Regions from separate parts of the Mus musculus genome. Here region 2 is linked to region 1. Evidence: chromatin contacts called from public Hi-C data. All regions are on one chromosome and are shown on one strand. Each heading gives the region's core, a stretch centred on a gene start, on an enhancer-like site or on the middle of the called end of the contact. The rest is flanking DNA. Distances are from core to core; before and after follow the strand shown. Region 1 overlaps Zfp609 (zinc finger protein 609). Region 2 overlaps Trip4 (thyroid hormone receptor interactor 4).

Region 1 (5,117 bases), core at 1,920-4,419:
GAACTTAAAAGACTTCAATTCAATCAAAATTTTAATTATTCTGTCAAAGAGGGTACTTGCTATTTAGTACTCCAGTAAAGCAAATTAATTTTTTCTTAAAAAAAAATTAAGAAGTGTGTTGGTCCATGATTGTAACGCCAGCACCCTCAAAGCCCCAAAGGGCTATCATTCTCCACTACATAGTGAGTTTCAGGTCACACTCAACTGTTACATGAAACCTAGTGTCAAAACAGATGGAACTAAAATGGATAAATAAACCACTACCATCACCTACCCCACCCCCAACAAAATCAGGCATGATGGGGCATGCCTGTAAATTCAGTTCTTAGGGGGGGCTCTGGGTTCAAGGCAAATGAACTATGCAACAAGATCTTGTCAGAAAACCCTTACATCAGTGAGATGACAGGACAGGCACACAGATTTATGATATACAGATCAGTTCAATGTTTTTTCATTAACTAATTTGGTGGTCAGATGTAGCCCAAGCTGGCGAGAACTCTCTATGTAGATAAGGATGACTATCAAGTCCTGATTCACCTGCCTCCACCTTCCAGGTGAGCAATTACAGGAACGTGCCACCATGCCCGTCTGTTCAATGCTGTTGCTTTATAGCTAGAGAGAAGCAGATTCAGAAACAACCTGAGTGTTCATCAAAGAAGAATCTTTACTGTTGAGGACAAGTAGCCACAACCTATTTCTTTTTAGTGACTAAAAAGATACAAGGTCATATCACAGGGTGGAACAGCCCAGCAATGCTAAAGTGAGACCTATGAGAGCATAAATGATTCTTAAACAATCACCAACAGGGGAGGTCTGGAAGGACATTCCAGCTCATTCTGAGTAAGGAGATCCGAGATGACTTTACACTGAAAATTTATTATCCTTGTTTAAAATTTATGTTTTGAGAGAAAAGGGAGGTTTATGTATGCATTTCATTACAACAAAAGGTACTGAGTTAATAAGAAATGTGCAAGCAGGAAAAGTAAGAAGACTGGCCAGGTGGGGTGGCCATGTCTCTGACCCTAGCATGCAGGAGACAGAGGCAGGACACCCTAGTCCACATGGGAGATCCACACTAGCCAGGGTTGCATAGTGAGATATCAGGGAGGGTGGGGTGGTGGTACACAAAAGAATAAGGCTGGAGGTCAGAAAATAAAATAATTACTGCATGCTTGCTGGGGAGCAGGAGTATCTCAGTGTTGGTTGAGACAGGGTCTCTCCTTCATTGCTCTGAGAGTAACTAACCCACCATGTAGACCAGGCTGGCCTCAAATTCACAGAGCTCTGCATGCTTCTGCCTCCCAAATGCTGAGATTAAAGGTGAGTGCCACTATGCCTGGCTTCAGTAGTCTTCAAAAGGCAAATATGCATATGTACTATTATTGCTATTATTATATATTACTATCATCCTCACATATATGCACATATGTGGATATGTATATGTATATATAGGGATAAAAAAAAAACTACCATGGGAGTTACATTAAGACAGCCACAGATGGCATCTCTGAAGAGGTGTATTTAAACTGAGACCCAGGATGGGAAGGTGCCAGTCACATGAAGAACTTAAGAGTAAATAACAGGCAGAGAGAATGGCATATACAAACCTCTAAGGCAGGACAAAACTTAGCATACCTCCCAAGGATAACTTGCATTAAGTCTAGTTCTAGCTTTCCTGAACCAATAGGCATGTTTCACAAGCACACAGATATACAAGGTCTTTATTGAGAAATAAACAGCAATCCCAAACTCCTGTCTGTGGCAACCAGAATTCTGCCTGGAACAGAGCCAGAAAAAGCCATGTTTCTAGCACTTCTGAGAAAACTGTGGCTTCTGTTTATCAAATTAAAATGCAAAGCAGCTCATTCCTGTGTCACTAGAAACTGTCAGAGAGGGATTATGGTTCCCACCCCAAGGATGCAGGTCAGCTACACAATACCCATCTTCCAGTACTGAGAAGGAGGAGAAAGATTAGGCCTGCTTCCAAATAGCAGGCCTGCCTGCTTGTTACCGTGGTAACCTCCTTTCCCTGAGCTGCTCTCATTTGTCTCTCTCTGCCTGACCTTCATGTTGCTCTGACAGTTCTGAGGAGGAAAAGGTGCCTGCCTGCCAGCTAAGCACTCAGACTGAGGGCACTGAGCAAGAACAAGAGGCACTCAAATTCCCTCTTATTCTAGACTCCAAACTGTGACCTCAGAGAAAGAGATTTCTGGTGGCTCTTGTCATTCCACCCTTCCTGCCTGCTCTCAGGGACACCTCACTTCTCTGATATATCCTTTTAGTGTGAAGACTCTGAGTCAGAGTCAAGCAGGAGAGTGACAAGCCACAGAGAAGAGGAAAAATGAGGCATGACAAGCTGGACTACAGATAATAAAATACTAACTCAAAGCCGCCTGACATACAGCATCCTAGGTAGGCATAGCTGCTGATTTCCTCGCTGCAAGACTCGTGCTATGTGCACTGTCAGAAGAGAGATGGAGCCCCAAAGCTTAGTGCTTCCCACTGTTTTTCAAGACATGGATATACAGAGTTTGACCACTGATCAAACAATTACTGAGTTCTTTCCCTGGAAAGCTTTTATATTATGCACTGAACATTGAATGGTAAATGGAAAAGACCACTGAATACATAGAAATCAGACATTACTAGAGCTAGGCATCTGTCTCACCTCTGTGATTCCAGGACTCAAGAGGATGATGTAGAGCTGAGTTTCAAGCTAGCTAGGACTATATATTAAATCATACAAACCCCCAAAGAAGGAATGGGGGTGGGGCATGCTTGAAAACCTATAGGGCATGTGGATAACAGAAACAACTACCATTGAGGTTACATTAAGACAGCCACAGATGCTATCTCTGAAGAGGTGTATTTAAACTGAGACCCTGGATGGGAAGGTGCCAGTCACATGAAGAACCTAAGCATAAACAACAAGCAGAGGGAACAGCATATACAAACCTCTAAGGCACAATATATTCACATTAGATATACCCAGGGGAAAATGCATCTGCTGATTCCTAGGAGGCACGAAGAACGGGCAACAGTAAAATAATTAACCAGAGTGGTTATGGTATCTTGCCTCTGTAATCCTAGTATTGGGGAGACTAAGGAAGGAGAACTACAAGTTCCAAGCTAGTTTGAGTTATTGCGTGTCTTAAAAAAAAAACAGGAACAGCAAGATGGCTCAGCGGGCAAAACTGCATGACACAGAGCCTGGGTTGAAATCCAGGACCCATATGTGGGAAGGAGAGAACCAGTTCCTTTGAGTTGTAACCAGATCTCTCTACACACGCACCACAGCACATGTGCACCCACAGACATATTCACAAGCAAGCAAGCAAGCAAACAATGCAGCTAGTCACTGAATTCAAGTGATTGTTATTTTTCAATCATAAAAACCTGTGATGTATGGACAGCTTGCTTATCCAAATTCTTGATGGTGCCTCATGGTAGAAGCTCGTTATCCTAGCTATTCTGGAAAACGAGTAGGAATGTCACAAGTTCAAGGTCAGCCTGAGCAATTTTGTAGGACCTAAATATTGAATATACAATACTAGGGTCAAATTTCTACTAACTGTCATTCCAAAACACAGTTTATAAGAGTAGGGCTGGGCTGGGGAGATGGCTCAGTGGTAAGGTGCTAGCTGCAGAACCTGATGACCTTAGCTTAGATCTTTAGAAGCCATGATAAATCGGGACAGGGTTGGGTAAATAGCTGTAAAAACAGCATGTTTCTCTAAATGCTTGAAGGCTGAAATAGGACATTGAATGGAAGCTTGGGGGCCAGCTATCCTGGTGTGCACAGTGAAAAACAGCAAAGAGGCCTACTCTCAAAATGGAAGATTCGGACTGACTCCTGAAGTTGTCCTCTGCTCTCCAGATGTGTGTATACACCCCCCCACCCCCGCCCCAGAGTGAGTGAGCACGGGAGTGCAAGAGAACAGGGCTAATTATTATTTCTCTTCCATTCCAGGGCTTCCATCAAATCCCTTTACCCACCATGTTTTTCTCAAATCTATGTACGCTGGAGCTATGAGGCTATAAGGAAAGTGGCTGGCTACCACATGGAAACTGCCATTGACAGCTATGGTTTATCTTCACTCAAGCAGATCTACACTGGTTCTGGATTTGTTTCCAATTGTAATAGGATACAAAACAAAGGGACGGACACACACACACACACACACACACACACACACACACAGACACACGCTGGTTTGCCTGACATGGTCCCTTATCTCATATGCATGACCTTGTGTCATTTCAGATAATATTCAGTTAAGGCCCTAAAATGTGAATACTGAGCAGTCAGACAATTAAAGTCTAGAACTCTTTGCACACAGGTAGATTGATCCTTTCTCCCAACTTCCTTTTTTGAGGTAGGGTCACACTGAGCAGCTCTGACTGGCCTGCCATTCTCAGCAATCCTCCTGTTGTAGCCTTCTGAGTACTGGGATTATGGATGTTGAGGCAACATGCCTTGTAGGACTTTGGGGTTTTTGTTTGTTTGTTTTTGTTTTTTAAAAGATTTGTTTATTCTATGTAAGTACACTGTAGCTGTCTGTCTTCAGACACTCCAGAAGAGGGCATCAGATCTTTTATGGATGGTTGTGAGCCACTGTGTGGTTGCTGGGATTTGAACTCAGAACCTTCAGAAGAGCAGTCAGTGCTCTTAACCACTAAGTCATCTCACCAGCCCCCAGACTTTGGTATTTTTAATCAGTAAGTATTTGACAGCTAGGAAGGATTTGAGTTTTTCTTTTTCTTTTTTCTTTTTTGGTTTTTCAAGACAGGGTTTCTCTGTGTAGCCCTGGCTGTCCTGGAACTCACTCTGTAGACCAGGCTGGCCTCGAACTCAGAAATCCACCTGCCTCTGCCTCCCAAGCACTGGGATTAAAGGCGTGCGCCACCACGCCCGGCTTTGTTTTTTGTTTTTCTTTTTTCTTTTGGATTTGAGTTTTTAAGTTAAACAGGGCCATATGCAGCCTTTTCTTTCCCCCTCCAGCTTCTTCGAGATCAGCCCAAACTTAGCTCTTCTGCTCTCTAGCAAACTAGAAGCATGCCCCAGCTTACCATTTGTTTCTCATTAAAAAAAAAAAAACAATAAAAAATTTGACACA
Region 2 (5,117 bases), core at 1,443-3,942, 99 kb after region 1:
ACACACAAATCGCCACACCATTTCATACTAAGATGGCCTAATGAAAAGGTGGCGAAGGTATGAGGCGCCAGGCCCCTCTGCACTGCTGATGTGATGTAAAGTGCCACAGCCACAGTGGAAAATAGTTTGAAGGCTCCTTAGAAGGTTCAGCAGAGAATTATCATTATCCCCAGCAACAGAAAAGAAATTAAAAGAATCTCAAATGGGTATTTGCACACTAATGTTCTAAGCGACACCAACAGTGCTATAACTGATGAATAAAAAAATATGAAGAATCTATCTCCATCAAAGTATTTTCCAGTCTGAGAAAGACAGGAAATGCTAAGACATTCTATAAGATGCGAAAACTATGGAAATATGATAAATGAAATAAGACACAAAAAGATAAATTCTTCATGATTCTACTTAAAAAGGTACTTAGAACAGGCAAAGCCACACAGATAGGAAGTAAAATAGGAACCAGTTAGCTAGCTAAGAGGGTAAAGGCACTTAGCAAGCAAAAGGCTGTCCATAAATAAAAAAATGTAGCGAAGATACTAGATGCCCTCTTACCTCTATAAAGTTGCCTTATAACCTCCACACATACACCATGACTTACATGCTTGAGCATATGCAAGCACACATGGTGGAAAGAAGGAAGAAAGGAAGGAAGGAAGGAAGGAAGGAAGGAAGGAAGGAAGGAAGGAAGGAAGGAAGGGGGAAAGGGAAGGAGGGGGGAAGGAGGGAGGAAGGAGAGGGGCTGGAGAGATAGGACCTAGTTTGGCTCCTAGCACCAAGGCAGCACACAACTGCCTATAACTCCAGTTCCAGGGGATCCAATGTCCTCTTTTGACTTTCATGGCTCCTGTACATAGGTAGTACATATACATACACTCAAAATTTAAAACAGAAATGAAACATTTTTAAAAATGAAAATAAGTAGCTGGGCATAGTTTAATCCCAGCACTAGGTAGGCAGGTGGGTCTCTGTGAGTTGGAGGCCAGCATGGTCTACTGAATGAGTTCTAGGACAGCCAGGGCTACATAGTGAGACCCTGTCTCAAAAAGCAAGCCTCCCTCCCCCAACAAAAAAAGTGAAATAGTAGTTATACCAGGGACTAAAAGGGGAGGGGAAACAAGTAATGATTTAATCGGTGCAGGTTGGCAGTTAGGATACTAGGTAGTGATGGTAACTATACTCCAATATATTTAATGTCACTGATCCATAACACATAAATGTGCTTAAAATGGAAAAGTATCTTATATAAGGTTTATCACAATAAAAATAAAAGTTTAAAAATTAAGGTTAGGTGCTAGAGAGCTTGGTTAGGGGTGAAGGGTACCTCCTGCTCTTTCAGAGGATTAGAATCTGTTTCCAGTACCAATATCAGGCAACTCAACTGCCTGTAACTCTAGCTCCAGGGGGTCTGATGCCCCCTTCTGGCCTCTAGGTACCTGCACACACAAGACATACTTACACATAAACATACATTTAAAAAATATTTCTTGGGGGCTGGAGAGATGGCTCAGAGGTTAAAAGCACTGACTGCTTCCAGAGGTCCTGAGTTCAATTCCCAGCAACCACATGGTTGCTCAAAACCATCTATAATGGGATCGGATGCCCTCTTCTGTTGTGTCTGAAGACAGCTACAGTGTACTCATATAAATAAATAAATAGTTAAAAAATCAAATATAAATAAAATTAAATAAAAAATATTGCTCTATTTTCTGTGAAACTCAAGATAACTCAAACAAGCAATAGGATGAATATTTATACACCATCCAAAGAAACATAAATTTGATACTCATTTGCTGAGAAATGATAGTAAAAAAACAAGGTTTTTATTTTTCATAATTAAAGTGTTTCCAAAACAGAAAAAAAAAAAAAAAAAAAAAAAAGCCAAACCATTTCGTATGGCTAGTAAGAGCACAGCAATTCAGAAGAGAGCAGTCTGGTGTCTGAGTCAAGAAGACCCAGGCAGCACTGGTCAACCTTGTGTACTGTGACAAGCATAATGCAAACTGTGTACCAAGGCTCTGGTGAAGTTATTTGACACAGCCTTGGATGAGGTTTGCCAGAAACAGCTATATTCATGTGAATTTGAATTCATTTTTGGTACTTGCATGTCTAGAAACCTTTTATACTGCTAAATTTCTCTAAACCCCACATTCACTTTCAAAGTCCCAAAAGGAGAGGCTGTGACTCAATTCGTCAGAAGTTGAGTTTGCCTCTGTACCTGGCTTCCTAGAATGTTTCAAAGCCCTATTACATGGCTTCATCTTGTTCTTCCTTCAGGACTTTGTTCAAATGTCAATTCTGACATAAATCTCTCCCGACCCCACTATTTAAAAATCAGCGGTAGAGTGCTTGCTGCTTGCCAAGAATGCACAAGGCTCTGGTTCAATAATCAGCACCAACAAAAATAAATAATGAAAACATAAGGAAATCACAGCACCAATTACCCTATAAATTTAGCACTTTGAACTTCTTTCCTACCTTATCTTTTTCCATAGTACTTACCATGATCTGATAACATATATTTATATTTTTTGCTTCTCTTCACTAAGATGAAAGCTTCAAAAGGGCAGACATTCCCACACCCACCCTTGGAGGGAGGGCTAGGAGATGGCTCAGTGCCTAAGAGCATCTGCTGTGAAAAAAACAGGGCTCAAGTACAGGAAGCTTCAAGTTCAGTGGAAAATGGTCTCAGAAAGTAAGGAGACTGATAGAGGAAGGCACCGGATGTTCTCTGCCCCTCTCTCTGCTAGGATCAGACACAACATACATTAGGCAATCAATGAATAGTTGTTGAATGCTGTTGGCACCGTCCCAGCAGCTGGGATCATGAGCCTTTTACCACAACTTCCACTGAACTTGAGAGTGTTCACAAGAAACAGAAATGAGGAACAAAGCAGAAGTCTAAAGAGAAGTCCATTTGGATAAGTCTTGTATCTCTCAAGAATATAATAACCCTTGCCCTTGAGGTCTGGACACGAAGGGCCACATTACACACTAAGCAGTGCTTAGTTGGCCCGGTAATGTGGGCCTCTAGTCCCAGCTGCTGGCAAGATTGAGGCAGGCAAGCACAAGTTACAGAGAGAGTTTAAAGAGAGCCTGGGCAACTTACTGAGACTGTATTAAAGTAAAGTATAAGCAAGGCTGGGGCTGTAGCTCAGAGGTGATCGATCAGCATGCACAATGCCCTTGGTTCAATGCCCAGCACTGTGGAGGGGTGGAGGGAAAGAAGGCTTTGTATCTTTGGTCTGAGATTTACAAAGCAGCAACTGCAGCGGCTCAGCAAGAATCAATTCGCAAGGGTAATGAACACAAATAAACTCTAATGTCACATCCAGTTTAGATGCTAAGCTAAGGGTCACTGATAGAGCATAATAAATAGGTCGGGAAATATGAGCTTTATAATCAAGGAACAATCCAAATTTGGGCACAGACTCTGGCAGGTGCTTTTATTTTGGTCTGTAGAGACTTTTATCACGAGTTCCAGCCCGAGGAGCAGCAGAGGTGGGCCTACCTCTCTTTCATGCCTCATAACTTTCATAGCTGTCTAACATAACAAGTAATTAACTGCCAAACAGCTATTTCTTCTCCTCTGAGGGGAAACTGCTCACCAGTCATTTAGAAAACATTGTTTTGTCATTTTCCAAACAGAGAGGAAAAAGGTTAGTACCTTTTGGCAACTACTACTGATTTAGAGCCAAATAAAAATTTCTGCCCAACTCGGCAAGGCCCCACTTCATCCTTTTGTTAAAATGATCAATAACTTCTTAATTATGTCACTCTTCCCAACAGATCCCCAGGTGAATTGCATATATACACACTGCACTGTGTGTGTGTGGCCATGTCTGTGTGTGTGGTGGTAGTGCCTGAAACAGGGCCTTGCACATGCTGGCCAAGCACTATCAATGAACTATAGCTCTAGCCTATAACTTATAAAAATCTTTTTCCTGTTTCCTGATGACTAATAGCAAAAGCAAACACTTAAGAAACAATTCACCCCCAGCCAACCCCCCCACACCCCATACCCCCCCACACACACGCAGATGCACAGCTTGGTCTTCATGTGGGTTCCCCAACAACTGGAGCAGGAGCTGTTCCTGAATCTACGGCATGCCTGCGGATCCCATTCCCCTAACTGGGCTGCTATGTCTTGCCTCAGTGGGAGAGGATGCACCTTGTCCTGCAGTGACTTGATGGGCCAGGGTGAGATAATACCCAGGGGTCTCTCTTCCTCTTCTCGAAGGAGAAGGGGAGGGGGGAAATGGGGGAAGAGCTGTATATAGGGGAACTGGGAGGGGAAGGGGGGCTGATATTGGGATGTAAAGTAAATAAATAAATGAAAGCAAAGAAAACAATTCACTAACAAGAATATATATTTGCTGGGGAGAAGGGACACAACTAGATAATCTATGAATCAGGCTCTGATTTAAGAGCATCAAAGCACTAGGCTGGCATGCTTTTAACCCGAGCACTCAGAAGGGAGGTAGGAGCAAGTGGATCCCGGTACACAGAGCTAGTTTTTCCTAGGACAGCCAGAGCTGTACAGAGAAACCTTGGGCTGAAACGAACAAAATGAAAACCAACCAAACAAAAAAATCTCTACTACTATCTAAGCAGCACAGATGTCAGGCTTAGTAGCAAACTCCTTTGTCAACACTGAGCCATCTTGCCAGCTCAATAGCTCTTTACTTGACAATGAACATAAATTTCCTAGATTTCCTTACATACCAGCAGTGGCAATGAAGGCCTTTTATGCCAGCACTGAGGAGGCAATGGCAGATAGATCTGTATGTATTCCAGGCCAGCCAAGACTACATAGTGAGATCTTGCCTCAAAAAAAAGAGAGACGGAGGGAGGGAGGGAGGGAGGGAGGGAAGGAAGGAAGGAAGGAAGGAAGGAAGGAAGGAAGGAAGGAAGGAAAAATATTTACTTATATAATTATCCACTCATCAATAAATATTTGGGTGCCTAGTATAAGCCAGACACCATTGTAGATACTAAAGGAAATGATAAAATTAGCCATAGATTCTGCTCTCAGGTATTTGAGAGTCCACTAGATATGTGTGTTAAGGATCAGAAGTGAAGACACAGGTGTGTTTTGTGTTTTCTGTGGTTGTTGGCTT

What was found. A called contact is a pair of places that touch in the nucleus more often than the background predicts.
Region 2: a contact with region 1 is called in a Hi-C map of bone marrow-derived macrophages, with 30 read pairs. The contact joins two enhancer-like sites. A contact is called at or near these places in 4 of 15 datasets of contacts at CTCF or cohesin (CD8 T cells, the G1E-ER4 cell line, large pre-B cells and 1 more), 99 of 484 Hi-C or Micro-C datasets (B cells, the BV-2 cell line, the Ba/F3 cell line and 59 more), 8 of 115 datasets of contacts at active chromatin or transcription factors (the 230-238 cell line, CD8 T cells, the HPC-7 cell line and 5 more) and 2 of 9 other capture datasets (adipose tissue and liver).

What each region holds. Positions count from the first base shown.
Region 1 is chr9:65,742,447-65,747,563 of GRCm38.p6, forward strand. All of the region lies in intron 2 of Zfp609 (zinc finger protein 609), which reads right to left. Among named protein-coding and RNA genes, the nearest start is that of Oaz2, 68 kb to the left of the region's middle. Within about 2 kb of position 3,170, at least 142 of the 459 cell types and tissues checked have an H3K27ac peak or open chromatin away from gene starts, as enhancers often do. A contact at or near this core is called in adipose tissue, bone marrow-derived macrophages, granulocyte-monocyte progenitors and 1 more, where this site is marked.
Region 2 is chr9:65,841,854-65,846,970 of GRCm38.p6, forward strand. The region is part of intron 12 of Trip4 (thyroid hormone receptor interactor 4); the gene reads right to left. Among named protein-coding and RNA genes, the nearest start is that of Zfp609, 17 kb to the left of the region's middle. Within about 2 kb of position 2,693, at least 45 of the 459 cell types and tissues checked have an H3K27ac peak or open chromatin away from gene starts, as enhancers often do. A contact at or near this core is called in adipose tissue, bone marrow-derived macrophages, granulocyte-monocyte progenitors and 1 more, where this site is marked.